Linked DNA regions of Mus musculus: region 1 is linked to region 2. Evidence: chromatin contacts called from public promoter capture Hi-C data. All regions are on one chromosome and are shown on one strand. Each heading gives the region's core, a stretch centred on a gene start, on an enhancer-like site or on the middle of the called end of the contact. The rest is flanking DNA. Distances are from core to core; before and after follow the strand shown.

Region 1 (3,524 bases), core at 55-2,554, 2.1 Mb before region 2:
GAGTGGACTGGATGCCAGGCAGGGTAACTGGGCAGAGGGAAGGACTGCTAGAGGCTGAAGCCTGGGAGAGACAAAAGGTCTGTGTGGCTGGATTCTGCTAGTGTGGGCCAAGTGTGCCTTCAAGGAGCTGTGAAAGGAAAGGGTGTGGTAGGTGAAGGGTCAGGTTTGGGGCTGGTGAGGTTGGATTTTACAGTAGGGTTGGGACCAGGGATTGGGCACTGAGGCTTGTGAACCTTCTGTCTATCAAAGCCTTATCCTTGCAAAAAGTAACTCTGGGGCATGAGTTCCCTGAATGGGTCACTTTATCAGCTCTTTTCCTTATTCCGGAATGGGACTCTGGGCCCTAGAGAGTTCGATAGATCAGCCTCTTGGAAAAGTAGCTGGCCAGCATTGGGTTTACCTAAAGATTATCCTGTCCCTTTCTTGCAGGGCCTGATCCAGGACCCCAGGGCCCAGTATCCTTGGGTCAGGAAATTCTCGACTAGAAAACTAAGGTTTCTAAGAGCCTCTTCCCTCTAGGGCCTGCTCAATCAGCTGTGTGCATTGATATTTTACACGGTCTGTGAAGTGTAGATGGGGGGGGGGTCATGGGTGAGGCTGAGTTGTTTAGATGGCTCTGGAAACACTTATCCTCTCTGGCCACTCTAAACTTTGTGAGAGTTCTGGAAAGTTCAGGATCCCAGGCTGGCCAAGGAAGCAACCAGCTCCCTTTCAGAATGGGAGGAGTCTGAGGCACTTCCCTTCCTGCATAAATGGGCATGGAGGTGGGCAGGGCTGCAGGCAAACAGGTTGCCATGAAAAGTCTAAAGCTTTTCTGTCTCCCAGTTCTTGCTCAAAGAACATTTTTCTATCTGCTCTCCCACTCCACAAGGGCTCTGAGACATAAGGGGTTCTATCCCTAGCGCTAGAACTTTTGTTTCTTGGGTCCTGCCCTATGAGAGGTCCAGGTGAATGGGCAAAGGGGAGGGTGGGCGGTAGAGAAGGGAAAGGAAGGGAAGTACAGAAGAAAAGGGATTAGAGGCACCCCGCTGAGCAAATGACCTGCTTTCTACTAGTTTACTAAGTAGGGTCTTTTGGGTCACTTCCTCAGTTTATCTGGGTCAGGGAAAGGGGTATCCTGGCAGAGGCGATGTCAGTAGAGGGCAGACTGAGCTTTCAGGAGTCCAGGGAACCTATGGGAAGAGCTGCTGGACGGGCTCCTCCCTCTCTGTGCCCTGGATAGGGGTTCTGGGTCAGTCAGCCAGACCTGCCCCCACTGGTGGTTCCGTTCAGCCCAAGCTCCGCCTGCCAGCACCCCTGACTCACTTCCTTTGCATCTAAGCGGAAACCTCCCCAGAGCTTCCCCTGTTCCTGTCCCTGGGGACCTGCAGAAGTTGTTACCCCTTCAAGCCTGAGTTGGGCCAGCCAGACCCTGGCCCACCCACCTCACCGATTGGGTGGAAGACTAGCATTTCCTGCTTCCTGAGTTGCTGGCTCCTGGCCTTGGAAGGGAGTGGCTGAGCTGGAGGAGCCTGCGCAGCTGCAGGTAGGTAGCTGCAGATATGGAGAGCTTCAGGCCAGCCTCCTCAGAGGCAAGGCTTTAATCCTTCCTCGGCTCTTGTTCATTTTTCTGCTCTTGTGTTCTCTGGGAGGATGGTGAGGGACCCCAGATTTGGGCTTGGATGGGAGCTAAGGGTGGGAGTGGGTTGGAAGGCCTAGGTTGTGACTAGGGACAGTGCTAGAATCCATTCTCAAAACCATGAAAGTTTGTCTGCATATTCCACCAACTGTCCTAAGTATGGGGAGAGTCTCAACTCTTAGGGGTACTGAGTCCTCTGGAACAAGGTGCCTACTTGGGACCTGTAAAGCCTTTGACAGTCTGATAGGTGCTGGGTGTGTTTGTGCAGGGTCCAATTTGACCATTCTATAACCCTAATCAGTGACAACGAGCCTTCTGTTTATTCCTCTAAGAGGGAGGTCAACAGTATGATAAATTATACACCTCGCCCCACCCCCGCACTTCCTCACAGCCTAGGCCTTTTCGGAGAGGACCCAAGAGATTTGCATGCGTTGGGGCCCTCCTGCTGAGAGCCGGGCTTCCTGGTTAGTGGAACTAGCGAGGCGGGGCCAGTATTTGGCCGGAAAGTACCTTAAGGAACCCCAAGAGGGTAAGATCGGGGACTCACGAAGTCTTCCCATTTTTCTATTGCAGGGAGGGGAACTACATGCCCAGCATAGGTCCTGAACCATGGACCGCAGCCATCCTAGCCTAGAGCCCCAGGCCAAGGGACCATGTGTGATAGCGCCAGTGCGCGCCGTGCTCCGTCTGCGCCGCCGAGTCTGCGTCCTGCGCAAGAGGCGCCTCTTGCAGCCAGGCACTGAGCCGGACTCTGGGACAGGGACACTTGGGCCCACCGGCAGCTTGGGCACTCTACGTGCCGACCTAGACCAACCTAAATTCTTCACCTTCGACAGCCTGACAGAGCTGACTTCTAGGACACCCCGCAAGAGGCGCAGGCGTAGTCGGGTAGTTCTCTACCCAGAAACCTCACGGAAGTGCCGACCCCGCACAGAGCGGCAGAGTCGTGCACAGCGTTGTCTGCTGCTTCTTGTAGCCATTGTGGGGTTCCAGGTTCTCAACGCCATTGAGAATCTAGACGATAATGCACAACGTTACGACCTCGACGGGCTGGAGAAGGCGCTGCAGCGTTCTGTGTTTGGACAGCCAGCTGCTGTGGGCCGCATCATGGCCCTGCTGCGAGACTACCTGGCTACACATGTGCACAGTCATCCCTTGCTCCTGGCACTGCACGGGCCCAGTGGTGTAGGCAAGAGTCACGTGGGGCGTCTGTTGGCGCGCCACTTTCGCGCAGTGCTGGAAGATGGTGCTTTGGTTCTGCAGTACCATGCACGATATCACTGTCCAGAGCCACGCCCGGTTCAGGACTGCCGGAAGGAGCTGGCACAGCGAGTGGCAGATGTGGTGGCACAGGCTGAGGCCGAGGAGAAGACCCCTCTCTTGGTCCTGGATGAGGCTGAACTCTTGCCACCTGCGCTGCTAGATGAGCTCCACGACCTCCTGCAGCCACAGCGTTCGCACCATTTCCACAATGCTATCTATGTACTCCTAAGTGGCGCTGGTGGTATAGAGATCACACACTTTGTGCTGCAAAATGCGTCACGGATGTTGCCCCCACTCCGCCATAGCGCAGGCAGTACTCAGACTGAGGAATCTCCAGCCCAGGAGTTACTCACCAGTCTTCGAGAGCTCCTGGCCCGAGAACACCCTCTGTGGCACACTGCAGCCATCGTGCCCTTCCTGCTACTGGACAAGCCGGATGTGGTCAACTGCTTCAGAGAGGAGATGGCAGGGGAGGGCTTTTTTCCTGAGCAGGCACTGGCAGAACATCTGGCAGAGCAGCTCAGCTACTACCATGTTGCTGGACATGAATTTGCCATCACCGGCTGCAAGCAGGTAGTAGCTAAGGTCAACCTCTTACAGCACAAGCCTGCACATGCTGGACACTAGCCAGTGGGCCCAGGCA
Region 2 (3,880 bases), core at 1,330-3,829:
TCTATTATTGATAGCTTCATGCCTGCTAAATGCCTACTCTGTCATCCAGCCAGGCCTGCCCCCACCCTTTTTTCTTTGAATATTAAACTCAAGGTCCCTGGCAACCTCTATCACTGAGACACAGCACACCACATCTGTTGCAAGGTCCATTTAACAAGTTTATCTTAATTTCTCAATACAAAAAAAAACAAAACAAAAACAAAAAACAAAACAAAACACCTTGGATCTTGCTTTGTAACCCAAACTGGGTAGCCTGCATTCCATTATATATAGATTTCTTAATACATAGAATATAAAATAATGAAGTAGTAAGAATAGAAAGATTGGGTCTAACATCAATTTTCAAAGATATATCAAATGCAGGGCTTAGAGAAGTGAACACACTACTTACATGAAATTCTGAAATCATACCTTCCTATAAATACTCCTAGTGGAACATTTAAAAAATCTCCATATCTGGAGCTGGAGAGGTGGCTCAAGTGTTAAGAGCACTAGCCACTCTTCCAAAGGACCTGCGTTCAAATCTCAGCGCCCACATAACAGTTCATGATCATAACTGTAACTCCAGTTCCAGGGGATCGGACATTCTCACACAGACATACTTGGGGGCAGAACACCAATGTAAATAAAATTTAAAACAATTTTTTTAGTAAATGTCTAATTGAGTTCTTATGCTATTTTCTTTTTTGTTTTTTGAGACAGGTTCTCATTATCCAGATCAGACTGGCCTTGAACTCGTAAGATCCAACTGCCTTTGCCTCTGGAGTCCTGAGATTAAAGGCATCCATCACCACACTGGTCTTATTACTCCTTCCTTCCTTCAGCTTATTTGGACTTACCCTTTAGTCTTCACTGTGTTCTCCTCCAATACAAAGTGAAACATAGACAACACCATGGAGCCTAGAGCTTCTACACAGTAAGCAAGTGATCCACTGCCAAATCAAAGCTCCAGCCCTCCTGATCCTCCAAGAAAGCTGGCATCGCAAAGCAGCCTGTGCCACTGATTCTGAAGGTGTGCAGGAACTAAATAAGGGCTTTGTACATGCCAACACATGCCCTACAAGCTTCCAAAACTATGCCTCCGGAAAATTTCTTACTGGAATGAACTATGCTTACTACTAATTTTTTAGCCAAATGATGATACATGAAAAGTGGGAAGATAGCTGGGCAATGGTGGCACACGCCTTTAATCCCAGCACTTGGGAGGCAGAGGCAGGCGGATTTCTGAGTTCGAGACCAGCCTGGTCTACAAAGTGAGTTCCAGGACAGCCAGGGCTACACGGAGAAACCCTGTCTCGAAAAAAAAAAAAAAAAAAAAAAAAGAAAAAGAAAAGAAAAGTGGGAAGACATTAAATACTATACAAATATAGTAATGTTATGTTTGACTTGGCCTACAAATCTAGCACACACAATAAAAATGCTTAAGATAATTTTAATCTAATTTATTATGAAAAGTAAATCACAATGCAAATGGATATAAAATTTCAAAGTAAAAGTCTCTCTTCCCAAGCTTCTCTATTTAGAACACTGAAAAAAAAATTTAGTGATGGAAAAAAAAATCCTTAACACTGGTCAGACAAAATTATAAAAAGTTTTACAAGCTGTTGCCAGGATACACACAAAGAAAACCGTACCTGACACATCATAGTCAAAATAATCATTTTACACGAGAATATAGTTGTCCTTTCCTTTCCGCTTCATATCAAAGTTTCTGAAGGTTCGGATTACACTTTTGAGTTAGGTAGCACCAGACATCCCTCCCCAGTTTTTGTTTTTGTTTTTTAACTTTCCCAAATCCACAGTCATTAAGTGATAAGACTTGTTCTCAAGAATATAAACTACTTAAAACCTAGATAATACGTCGCCTTTGGCCTCAAAAATCAGCGGTAATTAATTAGCATTCAATACCATTCTTTCAATTACATTTCTTTCAATTACATTTCTTTTAATGACAGAGCGAGAGGGGGCGCTAAATAAGGTAGACTAGAAGCAGCTGGAAAAGGTCTTTTACCTAGAGCCCACTGCACATACCATTTTTCGGCAAACTCTGGATCACCTTCACGGCCGCCTCAAATCTGGTTTCATACACTGACGGTGTGTCCGCCATCTCCAGCTGCCAGCGCCGGCCTCGGTCCCAAGGTCTGTCCGCGGTAATCACACAGCAGCAGCAGCACCAGCTTCCCCAAGAGCCTGCATGAAACTGAACACCGAGCGCAGCAGCGGATTAATGACAGGAGCATAGCTGGTCAATTCCCCTTTGCCTGCCCAATCAAGGCCACATCAACTCAGGTGGCCCGGTTCCTTCCTCCTTCGTGGGGCGTGTCTAAGAGTACATCCCAGCCAACAAAAACAGCCAAACAACTCACCGCGAGGAAGAGCATCTCTAGCAGCAGGCCTTGGAGGTTGAGCCGCCCGTGATAGCGGACCCTTTCTCCCACCCGGAAGATGCCGGCCAACCAATCACACCCCCCATTCCTGAGAAGTTCTGCCGTCGGTGGGCAGCCGCCCCACAGCCCCGCCCCAGAGTCACCGGAGGACCCACTAGCCTCCGCCGCCGCGGCCGCCGTGCAGCAAACCCCACCCACCCGCTCCGCCGCGGTGACGTGCACGGGCTGCGCGTTCTCAGAGGAGGGGAAAAGAGGCTGCAAGGCGCTCCGGCTGGGGTTGGTCTGTGGAGAACCCGGTGCTTGTTTATGTTCGGGCTGAGGACAGCAAGCCTGGTGACGCGCTAGGATTCTATGCCAGGTCCTAAAGGTGGCCCCTGGATACCGCTAGTGTTTAAAGAAAAGAAAAACACAAGAGTCGGTGGTCCTCAATGCCTAGCCTCGGGGTTAAACCGGAGAAGGGAGTGAATCATAAAAGTGGCTTCAAAACTTCTTTTGACATTTACTCTCTGTGACCTAGGAGAAGGCACTTGACCTCTTCTGTGGATATACAACACGCTAAAGGGGAGAAAGGGAGGATTAAGGGCAAGGATGGAAGGGCTTAGCCCTGGCCCCCAAGTCTGGGACAGCTTTCACCGTCTGGCCCCAAGGGTGGCCGCGGAGAGAGCAAAGGTGAGCGGTGGCGGCCTGCTGCGCAACACCTCCACTACCCACTCTCCAGGCCCAGGAGACAGGCACAGCCACGTCCAGCTCCGCCGGAGGCTAGGGATGGAGATGGTCGGTGAACAACGTAATGCCCGCGTTGTAGGCACTTAGGAAGCTCCCCGCAGGCGTAGAGTGCCGTGGCCTGGAAATCTCAAGGACGCCCCGCTGGGAACGTCAGTTTTGTCGGTTTAGGATGGGTTGGGAAGATTACTCGTAAAAATCTAGTTGCGAACTATAAGTCACTCTTCCCTTGGAGCCGCGATGTCGGCATTTACCTTGATATAGCCAAATGACTGGCAAGGCCTGTCCGTTTTGTCTCGACGCCTGCCCCGCACCTTGCCCCCGCGGGCTTATGGGAACTGTAGTCCCCCGGCGCTTCCGGACACCTTCCTCTGTAGGCTGGCGTAGTCCCCCTCCGGTTCCGGTTCGGTTTTTCCTTGTAGCCCACCCTTCCTGTGTGTGGCGGAAGTTCCTTTCTTCCGGATTGCGTTTGGGGCGTCTCCGAAGTACTTCTTAAGCTTCGAGCAGAAAGGAATCCTCTGACATAGCTTGTTTATCTGGGTATTGAGAACAGTGTCGTCTGAAGAGTTCTTTCAGGGCTCATGCGGCCTGTATTCAAAAGTACCCCAGAAACAGTTCCGGACTCACTGATCGTTTAATCAAAAAGACCAAAGGCACTGGAGGAACGCAGGCTTCACTAGAGAACCGCTCCCTAGTACTTCACCGCCTTCATATGTGTGATGTTTGGCAAACGTATGATCTGTTTCAAAAGCACTGTAAGGTGTTGATAG

Evidence for each region. Promoter capture Hi-C pulls out the DNA fragments that hold promoters and counts their contacts.
Region 1: a contact with region 2 is called in a promoter capture Hi-C map of pre-B cells, with 2.4 times the contacts expected there. The contact joins the promoter of Tor4a here to the promoter of Acbd5 in region 2. A contact is called at or near these places in 2 of 39 promoter capture datasets (neutrophils and pre-B cells).

The regions. Positions count from the first base shown.
Region 1 is chr2:25,194,593-25,198,116 of GRCm38.p6, reverse strand. It overlaps Tor4a (torsin family 4, member A), which reads left to right and starts at 1,304. Exons shown (of 2, transcript NM_146115.4): 1 at 1,304-1,525; 2 at 2,192-3,524. The coding sequence starts at 2,228. The coding sequence ends at 3,508.
Region 2 is chr2:23,067,771-23,071,650 of GRCm38.p6, reverse strand. Acbd5 (acyl-Coenzyme A binding domain containing 5) reads right to left here and starts at 2,579. Exons shown (of 14, transcript NM_001355637.1): 1 at 2,367-2,579; 2 at 2,032-2,200. The coding sequence starts at 2,381.